Regions from separate parts of the Mus musculus genome. Here region 2 is linked to region 1. A link is a contact called in public Hi-C data. All regions are on one chromosome and are shown on one strand. The core of a region is the stretch at or near the end of the contact, and the rest is flanking DNA. Distances in the headings are between cores, read along the strand shown.

What was found. Hi-C and Micro-C count contacts between places; a contact is called where the count stands out from the background.
Region 2: a contact with region 1 is called in a Hi-C map of muscle stem cells, with 2.8 times the contacts expected there. The contact joins the enhancer-like site here to the promoter of Fgf2 in region 1. A contact is called at or near these places in 2 of 15 datasets of contacts at CTCF or cohesin (CD8 T cells and the NIH/3T3 cell line), 42 of 484 Hi-C or Micro-C datasets (the AML12 cell line, B cells, the C2C12 cell line and 23 more), 7 of 115 datasets of contacts at active chromatin or transcription factors (acute myeloid leukemia, a colorectal cancer cell line, embryonic stem cells and 4 more) and 5 of 9 other capture datasets (adipose tissue, embryonic stem cells, liver and 2 more).

The regions. Positions count from the first base shown.
Region 1 is chr3:37,346,488-37,352,526 of GRCm38.p6, forward strand. It overlaps Fgf2 (fibroblast growth factor 2), which reads left to right and starts at 2,166. Exons shown (of 3, transcript NM_008006.2): 1 at 2,166-2,537. The coding sequence starts at 2,363. It overlaps Fgf2os (a long non-coding RNA gene), which reads right to left and starts at 3,354. Exons shown (of 4, transcript XR_003954461.1): 1 at 3,162-3,354.
Region 2 is chr3:37,396,444-37,402,482 of GRCm38.p6, forward strand. The region is part of intron 2 of Fgf2 (fibroblast growth factor 2); the gene reads left to right. Among named protein-coding and RNA genes, the nearest start is that of Nudt6, 20 kb to the right of the region's middle. Within about 2 kb of position 2,743, at least 37 of the 459 cell types and tissues checked have an H3K27ac peak or open chromatin away from gene starts, as enhancers often do. A contact at or near this core is called in adipose tissue, brown adipocytes, cerebellum and 3 more, where this site is marked.

The sequences.
Region 1 (6,039 bases), core at 916-3,415:
TTCATTAAATGTGCTCCTATTGGTAAACATGCACATTTCAGCTTGTTTGCAACCATAAGCAATTTAGTATGGAAGTCTGGAGTTTCTTAGTTAGCTTAGCCATTTCCCATAAGTATGATGGGAATTTTAGGAGGAGGAAAGAGTTGGATAGATATCCCTTCCTCGTGGAATGGAATGTGGTTCCTTCCACAAATCCCTGGCTGATGCCAGCTGGTTAACTCTCCAGCACAGACGCTCCTCAAACCTGGGCTGTACTTGCTATCATCTGGAATGCCTTGCAGGAACGCTGGGTGGGATGCTACGCCTGTTCCCCTGGGCCATGCTCAGCATCCAGAAGGGCACTACTCATCTTACTGGATCCTGAATGACGATTGATGAGTCTGGTCATCACATACAGCAGTGCAGTATTTCTGAACACTTTCTGGGAAAACCCTACTCAAAACCTAGGAGGCATAAAGAGGAGAGGGGGTATGCTCCTAGTTTGTGCCCTTTTGTCCGAGGAGGGTTATGAGACTGGTGTCAGAGGACTGAGAGGGTTGAGGGCACCTCAGCATCTTAAGAAAACAGCATTAAAGAAAAAAGTAGGGCTGGACGGTGGCACAGGCCTTGAATCACAGCACTGGAGGCAAAGGCAGGTGGATCTCTGAATTGGAGGCCAGCCTGGCCTACAGAGTGAGTTCTAGGACTGCTACCACAGAGAAACCCTGTCTAGAAACACCAGAGAGGGGGAGGAAGAGTGGGGGAGGGGAAGAGAGAGGAGGAAGGTGAGGGAGAGAGAAGGGTGAGGGAGAGAGAAGGGTGAGGGAGAGAGGTGGGGAGGCAGGACGGTTGCTCTCAGACCCCTTAGTCTTCTCTTACTGAGGATACAAAGCCCACATTTGAGAAGTGCCCACCATATACTTACAGGTCAGGGAGTTCCCATCTCTGAAGACAGAGACACAGAATCAGAACAACCAAGACTTACTAAGTTCCTCACACCAGTTTCTGCCCATTAGCTGGCACCCTCTTCAAAAACCATTCTCTACAATTAAACACATCCTCTTCCAACTTGACTGAAAACACACAGGTCTCTGTGTGGCTTTTAGGTCTTTATTTCCTTTCAAGGATTCCAGGTTTACATTAAATAAGTTAGTATCTTTTCATGTTAATTTGTCTCATGCTGTAAAGACTTTGGCTATGAACCTAGCAGGAGGCAAGAGGAAAACGAATATGCACACAACACACACTCCTCTGCTTGGTACACAACGGAGAAAAGGCTTGGTCTTCCAGCTTTGGAGAATTTGCTAACGCCCACCACACAGAGTGAAGACCTCTGAGAAGACTGAAGACGATAAGTAGATGCCCTTCAGGATGACCTACAGCTAACTCATAGTGACACTTCTAGAAGCTTCCCTAAATCTACATTTCTCCTCCCCCCCCCCGACCCCCCGCAGTGAGGTACTCCTGTGGTGTGTGACTCTTCAGAGCAGTTCTCTTGGTCACCCTCCTGGCCTTAACCCTTTCTGTCGCGGTGCCTCTCCGCAGAGCCTTGGAGCACAGAGCATTGATGTGTGCAGGTTTTCCAAATGGTAGTTTGGCAAACACCCTCACTGTAGAGGTGCACCCCCACAGGTAGGGGAGAAAAGCTATCTAGTTTCAGGACAGAGGTGCAGACAATCTATTGGGGTCAAGCCTATTGGGGTCGACTGAAAATTGCCAACTGCAATTAACTGCAATTTTGTGAGACTCGGTTCTTTCCAAGAAACATCTAACAACTGAGGCAGGGCAAGCGCCAGTTCTGGGCTCTTACGTGTTGAGGACTCAAGCGGTTTTCATCTTCCCACGCTGTCTCGGGCTGGGTGCCCAGAAAGGAAACCCAGGCACCCCATTGCAGGCCTCTGTCTCCCGCACCCTATCCTTACACAGCTTGTGCTCTACGGGACTGGAGATTTCCAAAGCCTGACTTGATCCCTCCCCAGTTCAGACCCTCTGTTAAAAGGCAGGAGCGGAGAAAGTTAGAAACTTGCATTTAAACTTTAGGAGCTGCGTCACCGCAGTCTCCTGGAGAAAGCTCTGCCTAGCGGGACAGATTCTTTGCAACTTGGAGGCGCCGGGCGTGGGGAGGAGGCGGCGCGCGGGGCGGGGGCGCACGGGGCCGGGGTGCAGGCGGGGACGCGGGGTGACGCGGCCCCGGGCCGTTGTACACTCAAGGGGCTCTCTCGGCTTCAGGAAGAGTCCGGCTGCACTGGGCTGGGAGCCCGGCGGGACACGGACTGGGAGGCTGGCAGCCCGCGGGCGAGCCGCGCTGGGGGGCCGAGGCCGGGGTCGGGGCCGGGGAGCCCCAAGAGCTGCCACAGCGGGGTCCCGGGGCCGCGGAAGGGCCATGGCTGCCAGCGGCATCACCTCGCTTCCCGCACTGCCGGAGGACGGCGGCGCCGCCTTCCCACCAGGCCACTTCAAGGACCCCAAGCGGCTCTACTGCAAGAACGGCGGCTTCTTCCTGCGCATCCATCCCGACGGCCGCGTGGATGGCGTCCGCGAGAAGAGCGACCCACACGGTGAGTTGCCACTTCCCACCCGCGTGCATGGTCTAGACCACACTGCTCCCTCGCCCCCGGGGACTTGGGACACTAAGACGCGGCCCCTAGGCACCGTGGACCCAGGGGTACAGGAAAGCAGCTTCATTCCTGTGTCCTCCTCAGGAATAGGGTCCCCGCACTGCACCTCTCCCCACCCAACCCCACCTCCGCCCCTGCCGCAACTCCAGGTGGGCTGGTCTCTCAGAGGCCACCTGTTGCATCCTGGATGCCAGGATGCTTGAGACAAGGGACCCGAGGCTCTTGGGGGTTGGAGGTAGGCGTGTCTCAACCAGGGCTCTGGAGCTCCTTGGCATCCTGCAGTCACCCACGGAAACAGAGGCAGGATGAAATGTTCTTCAGCTGAAACCCCCGCCCTTCAACTCTGACTTGGTGACAAACCACAGGGATGCGGCCCTTCCTCTCACAGCTATCACATTCTCCACCCACCCAGTGTCTCCAAGTTACTCCAAAGAGGAAAGCTAAGGGAGCCAAAACAGACAAGAGACTAGCAAACCAACCTGTGACTTCCTTAGTAAAGCAGGGCAGACCTTGTTTCAGTGTGAAGTGCAGATCCCTTGATAGCACTGAAGTGGGGGAACCTACCTTGCAGGTACCTTGAGGGCGAGATAAGAATTACAGCTTGGATTTTGTCATAGAAATATATCCAGTCATGGATATAGGTCGGGAAACAATCCTCTCCTAAATCAGTAGGCTCAACTTTAAGGGCTCCTAGACGTCACCTGCAGCGTTTGCTGTCACAGATTGGACCCAGCCTCCTGAGGCAGGGAGGAAACACCCGCCATTTCTGAGTTTCTATTCTAAATGCTTGTCTGGGGACCACACTTGAAGAGCCACTAGCTACAAAAGGCCCAAGTGGGCTGGCTATTTTAATGTCTCTAAGTATTGGAGGTGAGAGAGACCGCATGAGTGAGCTTGGTTAAAACATCTGCTTTAAAGTCTGCATTCATTTTTAAGGGTTCAGATGGGGTCCGACTTTTTTTTTTTCTTTTTGCATGCGAGAAGGTGTTCCGGGGGCCTGAGGTCTTCCATCCAGCAACTCTGTCTTTAAGATGCACAGGGAATTCTAGTCACTATGTAAGAAGCATAAAGACCAGAAGCCCCACGAACAAAAAAAGGTGCCTTGTGAATGTGACATACAGCTTGATATTTGCTGAGTATATTTAAAGCATAGTAGGAAATTTAACTGACATAAAATATAAAAACTGTACATATTAATGAAATAGAGTGATTTTTCAATACACCGTATGATGTTTAAGCGGGTTTGAAAATACCTATCTCATGGCTTACAATTTTAACAGCAAAACTTTACCTGGATGCTTTCCTCTCCTTTTAAAATGTAGCACGGTGTTTTCTATTGTTACTGCTGGTATCACTGCTGTGATCTCACAGCAAAATATCTTGTCGCTACTTCTTGTTTCCTGAGTCCAGAGCACTAAGAGATTATGTGTCTATTATTTGTTTCGGGCCTGCTGGAATTTAGAAAACCTTATCAACTGAAAACACGTTTGAAAGCTATCCTATGAGCCAGCACCATTTCTCTATTCTACTGGGGAGTAGAAGTTAAAAGATGTGTCTTTGTCTCTGAGCTTCATCTGCTGTTGTCTCAGCTGCTAGGGCAAGCTGATATGTGTCTCGAGTGCTTTTATTCTTTGCTGAAGCACACACTGTTTGAAGAGCTTGTTTCCCGACTAGGGGCAGACGAGGGGCAGAAAAGCATCTCCCAGTCTAGGTTTTGTTTGGAACTCTACCTGATGCTTTTGTCTTTGCGTGATGCGTTAGTTGCAGAATTATATCTTCTTTGAAGCCTTTTGCCTTATAATAAGCCAGAGCTGAGTGGGGGATAATTCTGAACTGCATAATATACTGCCACCCTGTAAAAACAGTGTGCATCTTCCCAAATATCATGTGGGTTTTAATTATTGTTGTTCTTCCTCTCCTCCTCTTCTTCCCCTTCCTCCTCCTCCTGTTCCTCCTTCTTTTTGATAGGACCTCCCTATGTAACCCAGGCTGGTTTCTTTTCTTTTTTTATTAGATATTTTCTTTATTTACATTTCAAATGTTATCCCCTTTTTAGGTCCCCCCTCTGAAAACTCCCTGTCCTATCCTCCTCCCCCTGTTTCTATGAGGGTGCTCTTCCACCCACCCAGTCCCACCTCATCACCCTAGTATTCCCCTATACTGGGGCATGGAACCTTCACAGGACTAAGGGCCTCTCTTCCCATTGATGTCCAATAAGGCCATCCTCTGCTACATATGTGACTGGAGCCATGGGTCCCTCCGTGTGTACTCGTTGGTTGGTGGTTTAGTCCCTGAGAGCTCTGGGGGTATTGGTTGGTTCATATTGTTGTTCCTCCTATGGGGCTGCAAACCCCTTCAGCTCCTTGGGTACTTTCTCTAGCTCCTCTTTTGGGGACCCTGTGCTCAGTCCAATGGTTGGCTGAGAGCATCAACCTCTGTATTTGTCAGGCACTGGCAGAGCCTCTCAGGAGACTGCTATATCAGGCTCCTGTCAGCAAGCACTTGTTGGCATCCACAATAGTGTCTGGGTTTGGTAACTGTATATGGGATGGATCCCCAGGTGGGGCAGTCTCTGCATGGTCTTTCCTTCAGTCTCTGCTCCACACTTTGTATCTTCTCCCATGGGTATTTTCTTTCCCCTTCTAAGAAGAACAGTTAGCATGTAGAGGAATGCAAATTGATCCATTCTTACCTCCTTGTATAAAGCTCAAGTCCAAGTGGATCAAGGACCTCCACATAAAACCAGAGACACTGAAACTAATAGAAAAGAAAGTGGGGAAGAGCCTCGAGCACATGGACACAGGGGAAAGTTTCCTGAACAGAACACCAATATCTTATACTCTAAGATCAAGAATTGACAAATGGAACCTCATAAAATTGCAAAGCTTCTGTAAGGCAAAGAACACTGTCAATAGGACAAAATGGCAACCAACAGATTGGGAAAAGATTTTTACCAACCAGGCTGGTTTCAAACTCAAGATTTTCCTGCTTTCTGAGTTGTGGGATTAGAGGTTATTTGTCACCATGCACAACTTAGTTTGTAATTTTACTTAAAATTTATTTTTCAGCTTTATTTTATTTTATGTGCATGAGTGTTTTGCCTGCTTGTCTGTCTGTGCAGCACCTGCATGCAGTGCCTGTGGGGGTCAGAAAAGGACACTGGATTTCCTGGAACTAGAATTAGGATTATTGGGAGCCATCATCGTGTGAGTGCTGAGATCTGAACCTCTTTGAGAGAAGCAAATGCTCTTAACTGCTGAGCCATCTCTCCACCCCACCCCACCCCCAATTCTGTAGTGTATAGCTGAGGGATTCTCAAGTGGAGTAATTTGACAACTGTTAGAGACATTTGTAGACATCATAACCTTAAAAGGGCACCTCCTGGTATTTAATAGGGTGTACTCCTGCTGTTTAATGACGGCTGTTCCTGTGTATTTAGTGG
Region 2 (6,039 bases), core at 1,493-3,992, 51 kb after region 1:
ACACACAGTGCATGTAAGATGAAGGCCAAGCATTCTGCAGTCATAAAATGGCTCCAAATCACTCTGTTTTTCTCTGCAAAATAGTTGGAAAAAAGTCTCCCTTATGGTTGTTTAAAGGTCATATAAAGGCACACATAAAACTTGGTTATTAGTTTTGAAGGTTCTTCTTTAGACTCACAGGAGATATTTGTCCTCTAGAATATTGGTATATTGGTTGAGAAAGTGGGCTTCCAGCCCAAACACAGATGCTGGCTCCACCTCTTGGTGGCCATGTGTCCTTCGGCAGATTATTCTGAGTTGGTCCCTCATGTGTATCACAGGCACACTAACCCCATCTTCACAGAGCTTTGCAAGGATTTAAGTGGGTATTAAATGTCATTTTTACACTGCATCATAGCTAGTCAGGGGCGCTGGCTCCTGGCTAGTATTCTTTCTATGGATGAAAGCTCTGCCAGTGTCTCCTTCATATCAAAATGGGGGTGGGGGGGTGGGAACAGTCTGCTGGACACACAGTGCGTAGAGAACGCAGCAGAATAAAGACATAGGACACAGAGTGCATCCCTGCCTCCTACAGGAGTGGGTAGCACATGCGTAAAGGTCTGACTGGTTTTGAGAATGGCAGCAAGGGTGTTGTGCTAATAAGCCAGTGTTCTTCCCCTGAGTCATACCCTCAGCTCTGCCTAACCTCTCTAGCCTTCCTGGTAGACAATATCATAGCAAAGAGTGGTTCCAGTGTTGTAAGCTGTATGAGTTATTCATACCCTTTTTTTTCTGAATGAAAGCACTTAGATTTTGGAGAATTTTTTCTATCATCAATTTTCAGATCCATCATCTGACAGAGATACTGTCATCAGTAAACGCAGTGTCACCAATTGCTGTCATCAGTCAAGTTGAACATGGCAGGATAATTGACAAAGCTGGGTGCAGGGCTCATAATTGTCATTCAGTAGCTAAAAACATTTTAAGACCCTCTTCAAGAGGAGCCCATGTACAGGATTCCAGATGTGCTAGACAGCAGCCTTAAAGAGCTGAGTATCACGTGTTCTCTGCCCCTAATGGATCCACTGTGCAGAAAGGCAGAGGCATAAGTATTGGTGTGGTATGTGGGTGCTTTGTTGAGTTCCATCAGTATTTCACATACATGCATAGTAACACAGGAGAAGGTTGGAAGTATTACGATGCAAGGAGTAATTTAGGGAAGAAAGTGGCTAGCTTTGTAGAACTCATGGAGGTCACTTGTAAGTAGAGTGTTGGGGGAAAAGGACCGGAGGGCAGGGGTAGAGCTGGAACTGTGGCTACCAGAGGCTACTTGGCACGTCTCAAAAATTATGAGCAACTCACAGCAGCTGGAATGTGGCCTGCATTCTGTCCAGAACACAATGAAAGGGAAGGGAGAAGGCTGGAGAGGCAAACAAGCTTGTCTTTAAGTCTTACATCATGCTAGCCATGCTCACTGTGAGGCTGGAGAGTTCCCAACCCAGTAGAGGTTGAGAACTTCTGCTGAGAGCGCTCTGGCAGGGGTATAGAGTGGCTTTGTAGAGCCTGGAGTGTCAGGAAGACTAGTTAGAGCTGAAGAGGAAACACTGCCATGGCCACTACAAATGTGGGCATTACAGAGACGTGGGAAGGAGGGTAATGGTAGACAGAGGCACAAGACTCTGTGTTTACTTTAAGAATGGGCACTTTTTAATTTTTCCCACTGCTGTTTATATATTGTGTACTAGCTGCCAGAGAGGCCGCGGCAAGCAGAGCTTGAGCAGTGTCTTTTACCCCTTTATCTAGAATCTTCCTTCTGTACTTCCCTGCCCTTGTGACCTTAGCTAGTGACCTTATTTAGGACATTCCTCCTAGGCTTTATCTGCAGTTTCCCACAATCACAGGATCACATCTGGGTTAGGGGTTGTGCCCGAGAAAGGAACTGCAGACTGTCTGGACCCCCAACAGAACACAAGCAGTATTTACAAGGCTGTGTTGAAGTGCACTGATCTTGTTTTGGTCATAATTGGCTGTGAACTCCACTAGCCCGGTAGCCTTGAGATTCCATTCTTTCCTTTCCACGTCAATCTTGGTCTTCAATGAATGCCTTACTAAGGTGAGAGTGGATCACAGTGAGTCCATATGATAGTCACAAAAGGAACTATGTCTCAAGAACATAGGCTGGATGGTGGGTTTATCTGCAATGGTTAAAAGTCACCACAGTTTTCAAGAGCTCCAGAGACAGAAGTACTCATCTGTCCACTGCCATCTCTGTGGTGACTGGGTTACAAACAAGAGGAAACAAGCTGAAGATGAGGTGAAAATGGGGCTGTCCGGGTCTTCATGGGGGGAATTCTGACCTTTTCTCTTGGCACACGGATGTGAAGCTTCATAATGTACTAAGAACTAGGTAGGGTTTCCGTTCCCTTCCTCGGCAAGGAAGCCACTGCTGCAAGATGAAAGCCATCTGGCTCTACCAAGTCTTACTGGATTTTGCTCTCTTTAGTGCATGCTAACTCTCCTTCATGATGCAACCAAATACCACCAAGTTGACAGAGTAAAAGTCAGTTTAGTAAAGTTTATAGATTTATCACAAACCCTCAGCATGGACAAAACCCATCGGCTACACACAAATGGAAAATTCGAGACTTATCAAGCTCTTCTGAGGAGGGCATAAGCCAGATTGGCTGTGGTAACAGCTGGTGTGTGTTCCGCCCCCATCAGAGGGCCCAGTCCTGCTGCCAAGTCACAAACTAATCTCTGGCCTCAGCATCTAGTATGGCTGGCTGCCATGCTCTCTCAGCAAGTCCCTCTTCTCAGCTGGGCAGGGTGGACTGTCTTCTGATGAAGAAGTAAGTGCTGTACCTCACAGCAGGAGGGGTGCTGATGGCCTAGCTCAGTAGCCTTTCTCTCTGAGTCAGATCTGCCAATGCTCAGCTGTCAACAGTAGTAACTTCTGGAGTAACTCCAATGTCCTGATCAGGAGCCATCATTCGGGATGTGAACATGCTTCATCTCTGGAGAGACTGTCTGAAAGCCTGTACTTTCCACAGGCATAAGTCCATCTTCCTTCTATCTGGCCCCATGTCACCCTGTGTGTGATGACAACACTGGATTGCTATGAATGCTACCCACTGAATGACAATAAGGACATGATCACTCCTAGGTAGGTAGTTGAGGAGAAGGTTTTTATTGTAGATGAGAGAGTTCAGCCAGAGGCATCTGGAGGAGTCCAGACTGAGTATGGCCAGCAGAATAGACTGGGTCATGAGAGGAGAGGGAGGAGGAGGAGAGGAAGAGAAGAGAGATGAGCCAGGAGCAGAGGCCCAAGAAAAGAGAAGTCAATCCAAGAGAAGGAGGACCAAGAGAACCAAGAAGGGAGCCAAGAGGCCAGGAGGCAAGTGGACAAAGAGAACACAGTGCCAACATGGCTGGGTCATATAGGAAAAAGAAGCTGGAGGACGGGCAGTGAAGCTCAGGGGCTAGAAAGGTTTCGAGTAGGGGGCAGTGTGTGTGAGCACGTGTGAGTGTGCGTGTGTGTGAAGTGCTGAGATACTTGTGGTTACCAGGGAGGCCGGTGGCCTGGGTTCACCTTGATATGTTAATAGGCACCTCAGTTAGCTATTGGTCTTGAGTTTCTTTGGGATCTAACACCAGCTCTATGGTTCCTGTAGTGGTTCTCCAACATACTCAGCCTCTTGGGGACAACAGTACCTCAGAGAGTCGTGCTGGCTTTACTGCTGTTGAAGGTATGAGAAAGGGCTCCTACTGGTGTTAACAACAATGGTCTAAAGGCATTCCGGTTAAGGATTGCTCATGATTTCAAACCCTGTGTGTGCGTGTCCTCAGATGTGTTGATATGCATGCTGTTGAGGCCAGAGCTCAGCCTTGATATTGTTCCTCCCTCGGGTGCTGTACAACATGCTTTCTCTTTCAAATTTCTTTTTACTTATTTACACTGTGTGACTGCCTGTTTGTATGAGTACCACATGTGTGGAGTTCCTGTGGAGGTCAGCAGAGGGTGGAAGATCTCCTGGAACTGATGTCATAGGCAGTTGTGTGCCTTGATTTTTTTTTAAATTAAATTATTTTATTTATTTACATCCCAAATGTTGCCTCCCCTCCCGGTCCCACCTCTCAGAGTTTTTTGTTTGTTTGTTTGTTTTTTGTTTTGTTTTGAGTTTCTTTGTTTTTATTTTCTTCTCTTTTTTTCCTTTTTTTATTAGCTATTTTCTTCATTTACATTTCAAATGCTACCCCATCCCTCCCTTCATCTCTGAGATAGTTCTCCCCCATCCCAAGGAGTCCCCCTTCCCTGGGGCATCAAGGCTTTAGTGGATTAGCTGCATCCTCCCTCACTGAGGCCAGGCAAGGCAGTCCTCTGCTACGTGTGTGCCTGGGGTCTTATGTATGCTCTTTGGTTGGTGCGCCTTGAGTTTTCTATTTGTTTGTTTGTTTGTTTGGTTGGTTGGTTGGTTTGGTTTGGTTTGGTACAGGATATCTTGCTGGAGCTTGCCAAGTAGACCAGGCTGGCTGGCTGGCCAACAAGCCCAGGGACCTCCTGTCTCCTCCTCTCCAATGCTGGGGTTGCAAGCACATGACAGTGTATGTTTCTGGCTTGGGTGTTTTGTTTTGTTTTGTTTTGTTGTTTGTTGTTTGTTGTTTGTTTTTTGTATTGTATTGTTTTGTTTTGTTTTAAGATAGGGTCTTACTATATAAACCCTGGCTAGCCTGGCACTACTATATCAATCAGGCTGGCCTCCATCTCCCAGAAATCTACCTGCCTCTGTCTCCTAAGTGCTGTGATTAAAGGCAGGTGCTCCCATGCTCAGAAACACTAGGCTTTGAAGTTCAAGTCTGGAACTCAGGTTCAGGTTCTCATGCTTGAATGGCAAACACTCTCCCAGCATCTCCGCAGTCCTTGAAAACACATTCTAAAAAGGCTTCCTATGTTTTAAACAGCTGTCCGTGCGAAGGCCTGTGTTTGGAGGCTGGAGTTGGAGCTCTTGGGTGTATGGCAGGCTTCTTACTCAGTTTCTTGCCAGGAGATGTTTCTGTTGCTCTGATTCACTTTAGGAACCCAGAACTAATATTAAGATCAATGGTTTTACTGAATTCACACAGAATTGTAGATTTAAACAAAATAGTATCTAGTGAGTTTAACTGTAGGTCTTGGTTTCAATACCAAACGACTGTGAAGGTAGAGCATGTACGGGAAAGTACTGATGAGCCCCCTCTGTGAAGGGGTCGCCCACCTGTGGTTTCCTATCTGAGGCTACAGAATTGTGTCACCCTGGATGGGATTGAAGTAGGACTCAAATGGTGCTTTTGTTGGCCCATGTAGTGAATGCTGAGCGGCTGTGTTTTAATTCATCCAAAGCGTATTTCACACACAAAACAATTTCTGAGTTGAGGAGTCTTAACAGTGACATGAGTTCTACAGTGTAGAAAAGTAGGGAGGTAGTGTTTTGGGGCTCAGTTTTGCAGTCTACACTGACCAAATTTGTCAGAAACAGAGAGCTAAAGAAAAAGCTGCATCTTTGTAAGGAGATAAAATGCTAGCCCGGATTGAATGCAGAGTAAGGCCAAGAAAGAATTACTGCTCTTGGAAGCCATTCCCAGCAATTCTCTGCAGCCTTTTTATAAGATTGAGACCACGCTGGCTTTTAAATTTTTCCCATTTGTGGTTTTTATTTAGTTCTAAAATGCTCAACATGGATACTTTCATCACATCTGTTTTTAATTCTCAGAAGTGGTGTGAGCAAATGCATTTTGAGATTTCTATTGAGCAAACTCTTTCATAAGCCAAAACTGCAAGAATCAAAGTACTGTAAACGAGTAAACAGCTCAGAAAACAGAGCATGGGGAAGTGGCCATAAGGTTCAAACCCAAAACTGAGCGGAGGGCCAGAGCCAGTGTGCAAGCCGGAGGGGGGCTGGGAAGCCTCGAGGCATTTGCTGTGTCACAGATGTTTCTCACTGTGTGGAGACCATCTGATTCAGTGAGGCCTGGAGAAGGTACAGAACTTGGTCAGGCGCTCTGCACATTAGTTAGGGATTGAGG